3 separate regions of the Mus musculus genome follow, and regions 2 and 3 are each linked to region 1. Evidence: chromatin contacts called from public HiChIP or PLAC-seq and promoter capture Hi-C data. All regions are on one chromosome and are shown on one strand. The core of a region is the stretch at or near the end of the contact, and the rest is flanking DNA. Distances in the headings are between cores, read along the strand shown. Region 1 holds the start of Spryd4 (SPRY domain containing 4). Region 2 holds the start of Ikzf4 (IKAROS family zinc finger 4). Region 3 holds the start of Sdr9c7 (4short chain dehydrogenase/reductase family 9C, member 7).

Region 1 (4,473 bases), core at 767-3,266:
CATATGTATCTGCCGCAGAGTAAGAGAAATGGGTGAGAGCCAAACCACGTGGCTTTAGAAGTCTGCGGAGATCTGTCCATCTTAGCCAGGACACGCTGCTACTGCTGACAGCAATTTTATAGACAGAGTATTTTGTGTTCAAATAAACTTTAATTACATGAATTATAATTTTTATTTTATATTTTGCTAAATTTAGTCGTTCTCTTTCTCCCCTAAGGACATCATCAGTTATCACCATTGTAGCACCCAGGGTCAGACAAGTCCAAACTGAATATTCCGCATACATATTCAACTGTTTCACCAGGTTTTCCTCAAACCAAAATACTGCTTTTATTAAGTACATTCTGTGGCCAAGGGAGATGGGAGTTGTGGGTCTGAACAGGCTCCAAAATGGATTGTGTAAAGTTGTCTTTTTTCTGGAGCTTTGAACTGTGGCAGATACACAGAAGGAACTTATCGAGGGTAACGTTTCTGGCACCAGAGCCATACATGTCTCCCTAGTGTCTCTTTCCCTTTGTCACATAACTGGCACAATGGTTATGGCAAACTGCCTAGGTATCAGGTATCCAGAAGACAGATGGACTCAGAGTGGAGATAGCTGCATCTGGGTTGGACTGACATCTCTAGTGCTGAGGTACAACTGAGGAAGCCAGAACCCAAGAATCTGAGGTGCATCAGAGAAAAGGCCAAGCCTGTGGCTGCCACTCCTCCAGCCAGAGGTAGAGAGCATTTACTCTAGAGAATCTGGTGAGCCCCCAAAACAAGTTACATGTGGATAAGGGACGGGCCGAGAGGCAGGACCGCAGGACTGAACAGTCTAAGGTGTGTGGGCACAAGTAGAAGGACCCAAAGAACTGGCCTGAGGAGGCGAATCCCCTGATGACCTAGGAAACTGGCGACTTTGGCTGTATACCTAGCTCTTACAGAGTAGGGCCCAGGGGAAGATGGCTACAATATTGCACAAAGGATCCCAACAGAATTGTGAGAGCTACCAGTTGCTTGAAACAAAGTAAAATCGCTTTAGACACTAAGGACAGAAAGCTGACCATGAGCACGATTCAGGGTCTTGGCCACATTAGAGGCCCTTGGGCACTTCGAGTCCTGAGTGGGTTAGCAGCTCTCCATCCCAAAGAGCAAAAGCAGGTGCCACTGGGCCCCGGAAATCTGTCTGTAGTGTGTGGATCACAGAGATCCGACTCACATCCACCAGGCTCAGCTTCTTTGCCTCATAGTCCAGCAGCAGCCCCACCTTCTCTGGTTGCCCAATACCCTTAATTGGAGCTTTTTCGTTGGCCAACATGCTGTGCCACTTGCGCTGGGCATAGGAGAACACCCAGGAACGATCATCAGCACCAACGCAGCTGTCCCGGGACATGTCCACGTCTGCCACTCCTATCCGGAACTGCTGGGAGCGCTTCACTGTTACCTCCCAGTAGTGTCTGCCACTGGTGACTGTGGTGTCTCCGAGCACCACTGCCCACTCCCGGAAGCGCTCCAAATTCAGGGCCACCTTGGTGGGTTCCAGTCCCACCAAGCCATATTTGACACCCGTGTCGCCTCTGAAGAGTGCCAGGCTGCTGTGGGCCGTTTTTTCTTCCAGTTTGAAACTGATGCCTGAGGGCAGAGCAAAAAAGAACTCGTAAACCTAGGGCTGTGTTTGATCTGAAAGCTGTCCAGGCGATGACGGGAAATCGAGAAAAGTCAATGTCAAATGTTAACATGGAAAGAGCAGAGGTGCCGCTTTAGTAAGACAGCCCTGGGAGCTGCAAATCACTGACTGGGGAAGCCAGAAGCCGGTGCCCCAGGTTTGGAATCTTGCTAGATCAAGGCAGAGGGGAGAGAGGAGAAATGAGGAGTGGAGTTCTCTGATCGCGCTCTGGGAATGACACGTTAACTACTTTGGAGTGACAGTAAAAAAGAAATATGCCTACCTCTCCGGGATTCCACAGCAGGGACCCCCCATCGCTTGGTGCCCCAGCGGTACAACTTCCAACAGCGTGCAAAGGGCAGCGCCATCTTGTGCCACAGATGCACGGGGCACGCCCCCAGGGGACACCGACCAATGACTGGTCCGCGCCCGGAGCACGTGGTGCGAGACGCGAGTGTCGTGAGAAATCGGTATCTCGGTGATTTCTAGTCTGGCGAGCTAGATCAATACGTGAAGAGACGTACTGATTATATCTCAACTAAGTAGGATACCCCTCTCACACACACACACACCCAGAGAGCCTGTGTAAACAGAGTCTCTGATTTGTTTGGTTTTGAAACAGGGTCTCCTGTAGCCTGGATTGGCCTGGAATTCATTATGTAGTCATGGCTGGCCTCAATTTCATAAAAATCTACCTGCCTCTGCCACCCAAGTGCTGAGACTAAATTAATGCATGCGATACCAAGTCTGGCAAGATAAAAGAAGTATTTTTTTAAAGTAGTTTAATCCGGGGGGGGCGGGGGGAGTGACACACAGCCCTCAGGAGGCAGAGGCAGGCAGTTTTCTATGAGTTCGAGGCCAGTCTGGTCTACATACCAAGTTCCAGGACAGGCAGAGCACCACACATTATTTAAAAAAAAAAAAAAAAAAAAAGCGTAAATCCGTTTCCCAGAGCCTCAGCATTCTCTTTGGACAGAATGTGTCTACATTCAAGCTTACTGTTCTGTCTTCTGAGACAGAGTTACTATGTAACCTTTGCAGGCCTCAAACTCTAGATCCTGCTGCCTCAATTTCCCAAGTGCCAGGTTGTGCTCAGTTTTTTTTTGTTGTTTTTTTTTTGTTGTTTTTGTTTTGTTTTTTTCGAGACAGGGTTTCTCTGTATATCAGTTTTTTATTATTATAGTTTGAGACAGGGTCTCAAGGATCGGCCTGCCTCAGCCCGCGGAGTGCTGGGATTAACAACATGACTTGTGCTCATTATTATTATTATTGTTATTATTATTATTATTATTATTATTATTATTATTATTATTATTATTATTATTATTTTCGAGACAGGGTTTCTCTGTGAAGTCCTGGCTGTCCTGGAACTCACTCTGTAGACCGGGCTGGCCTCGAACTCAGAAATCTGCCTGCCTCTGCCTCCCGAGTGCTGGGATAAAAGGTGTGCGCCACCAACGCCCGGCTACCTCATTATTTTTTAATGTATAAATGAGCTTGAAAGTGTGTGTGGGGTGGTGCAGTGACTCATTCTCTCCACTAGGGTTCAGTCAGGCCCAGCCTTTTCAGCCCCGTAACTGTAGAGATGCAGGTTAACTTTTTTTTTCCCCTTCTAATTACAAAACTACTTTTAATACTTTGAGGTATGTCGCATACCTCAAAACTGGGAAGAGTAACCTCACTTTCCAGGAGTGGCCCAGGGTAAGAGAGGAAGGAAACACGAGAGGGACCTGCTGCAGACTTGCAAATGCCGAAGGGAAGGAACTGTATAGCACGGTGGGAAGGCTCTGGCGCATAGGCGAAGACCAAGAGGGTTGGTCACGAAGCCGTTCTCGTTTGCCTTTTTCTGTTTCTGCTGCACGACCTCCGAGTCTCTCCGCCTGCGGGCGGCAGAGGAAACCAATCGTTATCCCGGCGCTTCCCCTTAACCGAGTCGCTCTCCTTGCTCTGGGAGAGCTCGCACTCAGGTACCGCGGTCCTGAAGCAGCTCCCACCTGCCTCGTTTGCATCCCATCTTCCTCTTCTATTGACTTTTAAACGTCGGAGCAAAAATGTTGAGGGAATTTCCTCTAGAGAGGTTGTGCCTGTTCTGCTAATGCTTCGGGTGTGGATAATGAAGAGGGAATGGTTTCAGAACTGGGTCTCTGAAGCACCTATAGACTTGCGCCTTCTTATTCCCTGCCCTCATCATGACCACTGAGCTGTATTCCTGGCCCTTTTTAAGATATGGTTGTTTGCTTGTTTTAATTTGTAGACGAGGTCTCACGAAGTTGACATTGGAACTCATACACACTGTAGCGTAGGGCAGCATTTGAACTGTGGACCTTTCTGGCGGAGCCTCCTGAGTCTGGATTATAGGTATGTATCGCCAGTGGAAATACCTGCATTATTTTATACTCATTCAGAGAGTAGCTTCACCTGTCATTTCTTATATTACTTTACTTCTACCATCAAATAAACTTACCTTCATCATTTAGATGATCTGTGTGCCTTATTTTTTTAAGATTTATTTTATTTTTAGTTATATATGTGGGGCGGGGGAGTCATAATATGTACATAAGTACAGGTGTCCTTGGAAACTGAAGAGACCACCAGTTCCCCTGAGCTGGAGTTATCGTGGTTGTGAGTCCTGGGAACTGGACTTAGGTTCAGTATCAAGCACAGAGCCATCTGTCCAGCCCACCTGCCTTATTGTTAACAAACAATCAATACTTAATATTTCCATGCATCCTAGTGATCAAATGATAGAATTCGGCTTGACAAACAAAAGAGACATTTGAGGTAGGGCTGGAGCTTAAGCACAAGCTCTAGGTTACCAAAAGAAC
Region 2 (4,473 bases), core at 613-3,112, 430 kb after region 1:
TGAGGCTCCTTAGGCGAGCAACGGTTTTCTTAAGAAGTTGCCTTAAGACAGCACCAGACACAAACCATGATGTGAGCGGCTCAGGACCATTAAGACTTGTAGATTCAGGTCCGGTTTTAACACGTGCCCTTTCAACTGAGTTTACTGAGGCTAGATAGGTCAAAAAAGGTTAAGTAAACTCAAAATCCTCCTGCCTCAGCCTTTGGAGTACTGGGATTGCGTGCATGTACCACACCCAGTTTCTTGTTCTTTTCAAAGGTTAGTGCTGACCTACTACAAAGCACCCAGTATTAGTAAGAAGGGACCTGCTGATTCTAAAATGAGTGAATTTCTTGGAAATCCATATCTGGCCCAGTCTCCTGGAGCTGAGGCTGTCTCTACGACTAGGAGCTAGCTTTCTGGGAGACAATATTCTTAAAGGGAAGCTCAGGGACACTGAGGGAAAAGCATTCTTTGTGGCTCTCCCAATGAAGGGCTGGAAACAGGAGAGAAAGGCAGGTGCCTCAAGGCGCACCAGTAACTCCAGAGGCTCTTTGATGCTGCTGTCATCCCTAGGATAAAGGCAAGAGGGAAAACACACTCAAGTCTACTTTCATGGCACTAAAATCTAAGAAGGAATCTCTGTCAAAGGCCAGAGGGTCTTTGTGAGGCTCCAGAGACTTAGACTTCTAGCCTGAGGCTGACGGGGACAAAGTCAGATTTGGGAAACTCATTCGTTTCCCCTCTCAGCCTCGGAAACCCCAGTGAGGGAATTTCAAATGCCTGGGACTTCCAAGAAATCTCAGACTGTCAAAGCCAAGAATTAAGGCTGCTCTCAGGTATCAGAGACATTTTCTTGGTCAAAGCCATCGTAGATTGGCTGAACCTTCTGGGAGCAAAGCTAAATCGTGAGGTCCACAGCAAAGCAACTAGGAGGTGGAGAAAGGGCAGAAAGGCGGGGAAGGGATGGGGAGCAGTCCCACTAAGCTGAGCGGTCTCACACACCGAAAGAGACCGGCCCTCTCCTGGATCCCTTGAGTGGTTGCCTCTGGGGAATAGCCTGGAGCTCTGCAAGCCGCTGCACTTCTCTGAAAGGGATATCTTTCTCCAGCTTTCTCTTCTTGACCATGGGCTCCAGGTGGCAGGATGCTAGCCTGCTATCAGGGACCAGTCAGTGCACGAGCAAAGAAAGACTGCCACCCCCGGCTCTTCTCTATTGTGGGCAGGAGGCTGAGGCCCCTCACATGTCGGTTCCAGGCTGAAGCATCTGCCGTCAAAGCTCTTCTTCCCATCTCAGGTCTTTCTACTCTCCATTCCCACCCAGGCCTGTTTCGGTATTCCACCCCTGGCTGCTCTACCTCTGTCCCCAAGGCCTAATCAAGATGTCACCACAAGCTCCCACTGTCCAAGTCACGGTCTTCGCTTAGCAACACCAAGCACCCTTTCCCATCCTCCCCAAGTGTAAGGAGGAACGCCCCCTCCCCCCCCCCGCTATACACACAGCCCCCGTCCTCTCCCTCTCCTCAGGCTTGGGAGTTGTTACTGAATTGGTTCCCTAGCCCCATCACCCCCCTACCCCCCCTCCGCTAGCCGCCTTCTGCCTGAACTTACATTATCCTTCCCTTGCCGGTGAGACCCTGGGGTGCGAACGCGGCCGCCGCCTTGGAAACGGCGAGGGAGTGCGGGTGGTGTGTGCATGTCTGCGTCTCGGTGGCAGGCAGGGGTGAGCCCAGCCACTCACCTTCCAGGAAGCGTGGATTCCTGGAAGTGAGGGGAACCGCCGTCATTTCGCAGGCAGTGGCAGCCGCACGGTGAGCAGGGGCCCACGGCTGCAGCCGGCAGAACCGCTCAGCCCAGGGTGTATGTGCTGAGAGCCTCGTGTGTATGTGTGTGTGTGTGTGTGTGTGTGTGTGTGTGTGTGTGTGTGAGAGAGAGAGAGAGAGAGAGAGAGAGGGAGAGAGAGGGAGAGAGAGGGAGAGAGAGGGAGAGAGAGGGAGAGAGAGACAGGAGAGAGAGAGAGAGAGAGAGAGAGAGAGAGAGAGAGAGAGAGAGAGAGAGGGAGGGAGGGAGGCGTGGATGCGCTTGGGGAGGGGGCAGGAGAAAACGTACCAGTGTGTGTGTGTGTGTGTGTGTGTGTGTGTGTGCGCGCGCGCGCGCTAGGCTACAGCATCCCTTTTCCAAGACAGTGGAGAGGTGGGAATGGGGGTGCACAGGGAGTGGGGGTGCAGAGGGAGGGTAGGCAGATGTGTTTGCCCTCCTGCCCAACAGACAAAGAGGAGCTACAAAACAAATGCTTGAGAGGGGGGCAAGTGTATGTGTGTGTGGTGTGTGTGTGTGTGTGTGTGTGTGTGTGAGAGAGAGAGAGAGAGAGAGAGAGAGAGAGAGAGAGAGAGAGGAGAGCCGCAGGCTTGTGGGGAGGAGGAAGGGGGTGTCCCAGGGAAGGCCCAATCCTCTGCCAGCTAGGGAAGCCAAGGCCCCACAGGTCATGGGGCCCGGGACACAGGGGCAGCCTCCAGGATCTAGAAGTGGCAGAAGGCTCCTCCCCTAGCAAACTCAGGCTCCTTTCCATCTGCCTCTCCTTCTGACAATCCCCCTTCCCATCACTGACTAGTGGAGATCTGGGACCCTGAGCTTTTTCTAATCCCTGGTTGGGTCTCCCTGTCTTCCCTCTCTCCCGTGCCTCTGGGGCTCTGGCTTCAGGAGTCCTGGATGAATCCTGTCCTCTATCAGGAGAAGGCTCTTGCTCGCTTTCCTTCCAGAGGAACTGTTCACTGCTGAGCTGACCTACTTTGGAAGACTGCATTTTCTGATTCCAAGAATTTGGGATGGGAGGGGCCATGAAACTTTGGGCTGCCAATCCTTGCACCTCTCTCTCCTCAGGTTCTCTTAAATGTTTCAGGGCACCAGGATAAGCTCTGCTCCATTTGATTTGAGCAACTCAGTTTCTGTTTTCAGTGTCTGTGGTGGGTAGGGTGGAAATCTGTGCTGTAAATTAGTGGACTCTCGTTTCCCCCATTTCTTCCCATGGGAATTATCTGTACTTTTAGAAAGGAAGTTGGGGGGCGTGTGCTTTCAGAATCAGGTTCTATGAGATGGTAACATCCCTTAGTAGAACGAGAGGCCTCCTCTCTTTATCAGGTGGCCAGTGGGGGAGGCGGTGACCTGAGAAAGGGCCAGTAAAAAACCAGACACTGGGGACAACTCTCTGCTTTCGGATCAGCCCAGGAGAGGGATGGAGGTCAAAAATGGGTTCTTACATGCCCTATTATATACCCTCTTGGCCATGTCTGGCCCTGAAGGGGGCATTCTTTAGACCTAATGTCAGTGCTGCCCTGACTTTGTCTTTTTGAAGGTAGCTGCTGACATCTGGAGTTCTCAAAATACACAGGAGTGGTTTGAGTTTCTTATTCGGAGACTGTGCTGGGTCCACTTCGCATCAGGCCAGGCCTGCTTAAGCTTGGTTTCATAGCACAGTGAAGCCTCAGATATTGCCTGCTCGCGTCCAACATACTCCCGAGACACGACTGAGAAGAGCCCACGGCACATCTCCCTAGCCGCCTTCATGGCTTCTCGCTTGCCTTCCTTAGGGCAGGGATTGGATTCTATCCATCTGACAGTAACCACCCAGCACTAACAACTGGGTCCTTGGTGTTCTTGTTGCTCAACAGTGAATAAACCTGACTGAACTGGAGGTGGGAGAGTTGGCTGGTTCCTCAGAAGGGCCTCTTTCAGTTAAAACAGCCCACCTGAACTATGTCATTCTGTCCAGTATGAACTGTGTCACTCTGTGGCAGACACGACACACCTGTACCTGAGCCAGTTCCTTCAGTGTCGGTATCTTTCTGTGAGTTACCAGAGGATGAGGGTGATTCTCACGTGTGTCTGACTGATTTTACCCTCTCCATCTGTACATGTCAATAATTCCTTTGTTGGCTCCACTTTAGAGTAAACAAAATAACTCATAGTCCATTTTCACAATGGCACTCTGGCTTGCTCTACTGAGACAGACTCTTCACATTCTGTGTCAACCAGCCTTGAATTCATAATCTTCCTGCTTCTACCTCCTTGCTGTTGAGATTACAGCCATCATAATCTTTACTGTACTTTGTTGTTGTTTTGAGACAAGGTCTTGTGATATATCCTTGGCTGGCCTAGAACTACCTATGTAGATCAGGCTGGCCTAGAACTGCTTATGTAGATCAGGCTGGCCTTGAACAATACATAGAGATCTGCTTGCTTCTGCACCACCTTGCAAGACTCAACATTTCTACTTTTTAATTTTTTAAAAAAAATTATTTATTATACCTAAGTACACTGTAGCTGTCTTCAGATGCACCAGAAGAGGGTGTCAGATCTCATTACGGATGGTTGTGAGCCACCATGTGGTTGCTGGGATTTGAACTCAGGACCTTTGGAAGAGCAGTCAGTGCTCTTACCTGCTGAGTTCTTTTAACTTGAGTTTGTGCCACCATATAATTCAGGATGGCTTAGAAC
Region 3 (4,473 bases), core at 548-3,047, 310 kb before region 1:
TGTTGCTCCCCCTCTTTAGAGAACTTTTGCACCCGATTTCTGTATCAGACCCTCTAAACAAGTCGAGGTTAGCTAGTGACCTTTCTCATCCTGATGGCCCTGGATGTCGACCCAAGAAAGCTCCCAGCATTACCAGATCCCTGCAATTTACACAATGCTGGGTGTGGCCCCCTCAAGACTCACACCAACTGATTTCCTTCTTCCGTTTGCTTCAGCAGCATCTGCCCTGACTTTCTGCAAGGTCTCTACTCACTCTCTGTAATCATTCTCTGTAATTGCTGCCCCTGATACTTTCCAAGCCTTGGCCTCACTCTCCCTACAAATCATCTCCCTTGGACCCAGGACTCTGCCCAAGCTCTTCCCACAGTTTCAATGAGTTAATTGTCCAACGTCATCTGGTCTGGCTGCCTGTCAGTCTCAGAGAACCTCAGATCAGAGCTATCCATTCCCTAACTCCCCTCAATGCTGTGTCTTAGTTCCTGGCTTCTCTTGCCGTCGTCTGCTGTTCCATCTGTCCTTGACCCCATACCTTCTAATCATTTTGACTTCTTCTCCCCTCTCCTCTTGCACATCCAGCTAGCCACAGTGTCGCATGCTGTGTTAGTCCCTCCCTTGCTCTGTCGCATTTCTTGCCTTCAGTCTCTCCAGCTCATCAAACTACCTAAAATATGCCTGGTGCTGGGGATACAAGGAAAGGAACCTTCCCCAAGATCCCTTTCCTGAGGGAGCTGATGAGCCCTCAGGACTGGGCTCCTACAATGGCCAGGTCACCAGCCCATAGGATGGATGGAATACTAGGTTAGTTTCCAATATGGAGATTTCTTGCTGCTAACTTGAATATCACCCGCCCAACAACCACCAAGGTTCCGGTTGGTTTTGGGTGTTTTGTTTGTTTGAGGCAGGATCTCTTGTATCCCAGATTGGCCTCTAGCTAGATATGTAGCAGAGGATGACCTTTGAACTCCAGATCCTCCCATTTCTACCTCGCAACTGCTGAAACAAATGTGCAGAACCACACCCAGCTGTTTGAGGCTCTCTACTTTTTAGAAGTTGAAACTCATACCTCCAGCCTCCTCTAGAGAGACTCTGGAGTCAGCACTGTGGAGTCACACCCAGCCTGGAAAAACCCTGTATTTTTTATCATTTGTCATGATGGAAACTCACCATCTCCAGAGAAGTCGGTCATGGTGGCACCTGCCTGAAATCCCAGTGCCTGGTAGAGGCAGAGGACTGTCACCCATTTTAAGTCACCTTGGCAAGTTCAGGCCAAGCCAGCCAGGGCTGTTAGGGATACTGTCTCAACAACTAAACTAAAGAAAATACATTAATTAAAGCTCTCTAAGGGCTGATGAGCTGGTATTCATTCCTACTGGAATTCAGTCCTCGAAATTCAGCTTTTGTTCGCTTTGTATTAATGATTTCATCTTTTTTTTTTCAGGTAATAAAAATTAAATTTGTTGACAAGCTTAAATGCACGGAAGAGGGTTTTTGATCCCTAGGCAGAAGGTAAAACTGGGATAGGATTTTCTTAAAGAGAGCTCAGATCAGATCTAAGCCCTTCTTTGCCTCCCGTGCCCCTTCCCAGAATGCACTTGAGTTCCCATGACTATGAATATCCCCATTTTTGGATCCCTCTCCTGAAAGGTCTAGAGGAGAGATGGAGAGGCCAGGGCAGTGGCTTTGTCAGAGTGACACACTGCAGGTTGGACTTGAATTTCTTGCATCTGAGCTAATTGCTGTGGCAATGCAGCCACCTATAAAATTACAGAGTGGCTCACCCAGATGCCCGTATCTGTTGCAAGTCTCAGAAGCTCTCCTTTCCTGTGGGTTCCTGTGGGCTGCCTGCTGGGCTCTGAGGATCAGCCTATCCTACCATCTCCTGGGTCCATCCTCAGACATCAGCTCCCATGGCGGCCCTCACAGACTTTGCTTTTATGTACCGCTGGTTCAAAAATTGCAATCTGGTTAAAAACCTCTCTGAGAAGTATGTCTTCATCACTGGCTGTGACTCCGGCTTTGGGAACCTGTTGGCCAAACAACTGGTTGATAGGGGCATGAAAGTGCTTGCTGCCTGCCTCACTGAGGAGGGGGCTCAGAAACTCCTGCAGGACACCTCCCACCAGCTGCAGACCTTCCTCCTAGATGTCACCAAGTCGGAGAACGTCAAGGAAGCAGCCCAGTGGGTGAGGGACCAAGTGGGCGAGCAAGGTGGGGTGTATTCTTGGATATTCTTCTCTCTCTCTCTCTCTGTGTGTGTGTGTGTGTGTGTGTGTGTGTGTGTGTGTGTGTGTGTGTGAGACCCTGATGTCCAAATGGGGATGGGAAGATGAAATAGGAACAGGCTGGAAGGCTCTAGTCCAGTAGAATCTGGTTTGGCCAGCTGACGACGAAGAAACACCCTGAGGAAATTTCCTCCATCTAAGGCAACAACTTGAAAGTTCTGAATACCCAAACCTCTAAAGTGTTTTAGAGACTTCAGGAGTCCCACTATTGGCTCCATATTTCTTGGCCAGCTCAGGCTAGGGATAATCATATAGATGCAAAAGGTGGAAATCTATGGGTGTGACAGGCAGGTCTCTTCTGTACGTCACATACACACATATCCCATAGATGTTGTTGCCTTTGGCAGGAGCTTGTTCCCACCGGGAAAGGAGCCTGTGCTGGGGACTATACCAAGAATGTCTGGGGACTTGCATGCAGGCTGTAGACACTAGATTGCTTACTTATGAGTACAAAAACTGGGAGAAGTAATGGCTCCTAAAAAGTCAAAGCCAGACCTCTGCCCAGGTCAGGCCAACAACTCTAGCTCTTCACTGATTTTCTCTTTAACATTTTACTTTTTTTAAAAAAAGTTATTGTTATGATTGATGTGTGTGTGTGTGTGTGTGTGTGTGTGTGTGTGTGTGTGTACCATGCATGAGGAGGTCAGAAGAAAGCATTGGCTCTGTGGATCTGGAGTCACAGAAAAAGAAAAGACAGTATGAAAAATGTGCGTATGAGTGAGCCAGAGGATAACTTTTGGAAGTCATTTCTCAATTCCCACCATGTGAGCCCTGGGGATGGAACGCAGGTCTTCAGGCTTGTGCCTCAGGACTTTCTGCTGAGCTGTCCTGCTGGCCCTCTCTTTCTTTATCATGTCTTCTCTGCTGAGTTAAGATTCCTAAGAGTGGACTTTGTGTCTCTTCTACTCACCCCAAGTCCTGAGTACCGACCGAGGAGGAAACCTAGCACCTAAGAAGGTACTTAGCAGATATTTTCTGAATGAATTAGCTAATGAATAACTTGGCAGGGGTGAGCCTCTTCCACCACACTGCTGTCCCAGCCTGTTTCCTGAATACAGCCTCCTCCATCCGGCCTCTTGTGTTCATTACTCACTGGGCGGTCTCCTGTAGCTGCTGCAACAAATTCATGCAAATGAATAGGTTAGACAACACATATTTATTACCTCATAATTCCTGAAGGAATAAATCCAAAAATGATTCTCGAGACTCAAGGTCCCAGCAGATCTTTGCTCATCTGGGGGACTCTAGGGCAGAGCTCACGTCCAGGTTTCCCACCTTCAGAGGCTACCTACATTCCGACAGAGGAGAAAATGAGGCTCCCCGAGCCTCAGGTCCTGATGCATCAGTGATCTACACTCTAGAGAGGACCACATACAGCTCGTGTCTCCGAGGGTGGTGCCAGAGAAACACACTATCATCCTTAGCTCGTGGCTCACTCCCTCTTCCAGTAAGCCTGGGACATGTCCTCTTAAAGGCTTTTCATTTCTCTGGCTCTTCGGCTCCTGCATTCTGTTTCCACTTAGGTATCCTGTGGTTTTGTGGGTTTACCCAGTGAACCTAGGATAATGTATCCCTGTGTAAGGTCAGTTGATTAGCTGCCTTCCATCTGCCTATAGCTCTTTCCCATATAACCTAACAAATTCCCAGGTTCTGGGAAGGTAACAATCTTTGGAGGACCATTATTCTGCGTGTGCCACCCAGCAACATCTTCTGTGTAAGAAGCACTAGGGGTGATGCACACCTGCATCTCAGAGCAGAGAAACTGAGGCAGGATAGAGAAGCTCCTGTAAGCACAGCCCTGGAGCTCTATCATCTAGGTATTCTTTACAGGGAAACAAACAAAGATAATACATTCCACTTCCCCAGTACATTGTCCGAGACACCGGCAGAATGTGGCCCTCTCTGGAGCCCAGACCACTGACGGGTTAGGGTCTGAGTCTCAGGAGCCTCATTTTCTCTTCCGTAAAGCAAGAGAGTTCCCTTAGCTGGGAAGGTTCTAAGCCCTATCAACCTGTTATCCCCCTGAAGTCTCTCTCTCACTTGAAGAAGGGATAAGATGGGGAGAGGAGTGGCTTAGGTAGGGACCCCAGAGCTAGGGGAAAGACAGGTCAGAATTGAAGCATGCATCCTGATCTGCTCTTAGGAGAAGGTGTGCGGTGGCAAGGTCTGTGTTAATCAATGGGAGTATAGC

Evidence for each region. HiChIP or PLAC-seq counts read pairs in DNA pulled down with a chosen protein or histone mark. Capture Hi-C pulls out chosen DNA fragments and counts their contacts.
Region 2: a promoter capture Hi-C map of adipose tissue shows a contact between it and region 1. The contact joins the promoter of Ikzf4 here to the promoter of Spryd4 in region 1.
Region 3: a contact with region 1 is called in an H3K27ac HiChIP or PLAC-seq map of embryonic stem cells, with 6 read pairs. The contact joins the promoter of Sdr9c7 here to the promoter of Spryd4 in region 1. A contact is called at or near these places in 1 of 39 promoter capture datasets (fetal liver) and 3 of 115 datasets of contacts at active chromatin or transcription factors (embryonic stem cells and pancreatic cancer cells).

Annotation. Positions count from the first base shown.
Region 1 is chr10:128,209,778-128,214,250 of GRCm38.p6, forward strand. Spryd4 (SPRY domain containing 4) reads right to left here and starts at 2,017. Exons shown (of 2, transcript NM_025716.2): 1 at 1,932-2,017; 2 at 131-1,614. The coding sequence starts at 2,016. The coding sequence ends at 1,076. It overlaps Gls2 (glutaminase 2 (liver, mitochondrial)), which reads left to right. Exons shown (of 18, transcript NM_001033264.3): 18 at 1-227.
Region 2 is chr10:128,644,131-128,648,603 of GRCm38.p6, forward strand. It overlaps Ikzf4 (IKAROS family zinc finger 4), which reads right to left and starts at 1,863. Exons shown (of 8, transcript NM_011772.3): 1 at 1,591-1,863. The coding sequence starts at 1,677. Gm26876 (predicted gene, 26876) reads left to right here and starts at 1,754. Exons shown (of 2, transcript NR_152728.1): 1 at 1,754-1,790; 2 at 3,332-4,473.
Region 3 is chr10:127,896,738-127,901,210 of GRCm38.p6, forward strand. It overlaps Sdr9c7 (4short chain dehydrogenase/reductase family 9C, member 7), which reads left to right and starts at 1,798. Exons shown (of 4, transcript NM_027301.3): 1 at 1,798-2,208. The coding sequence starts at 1,908.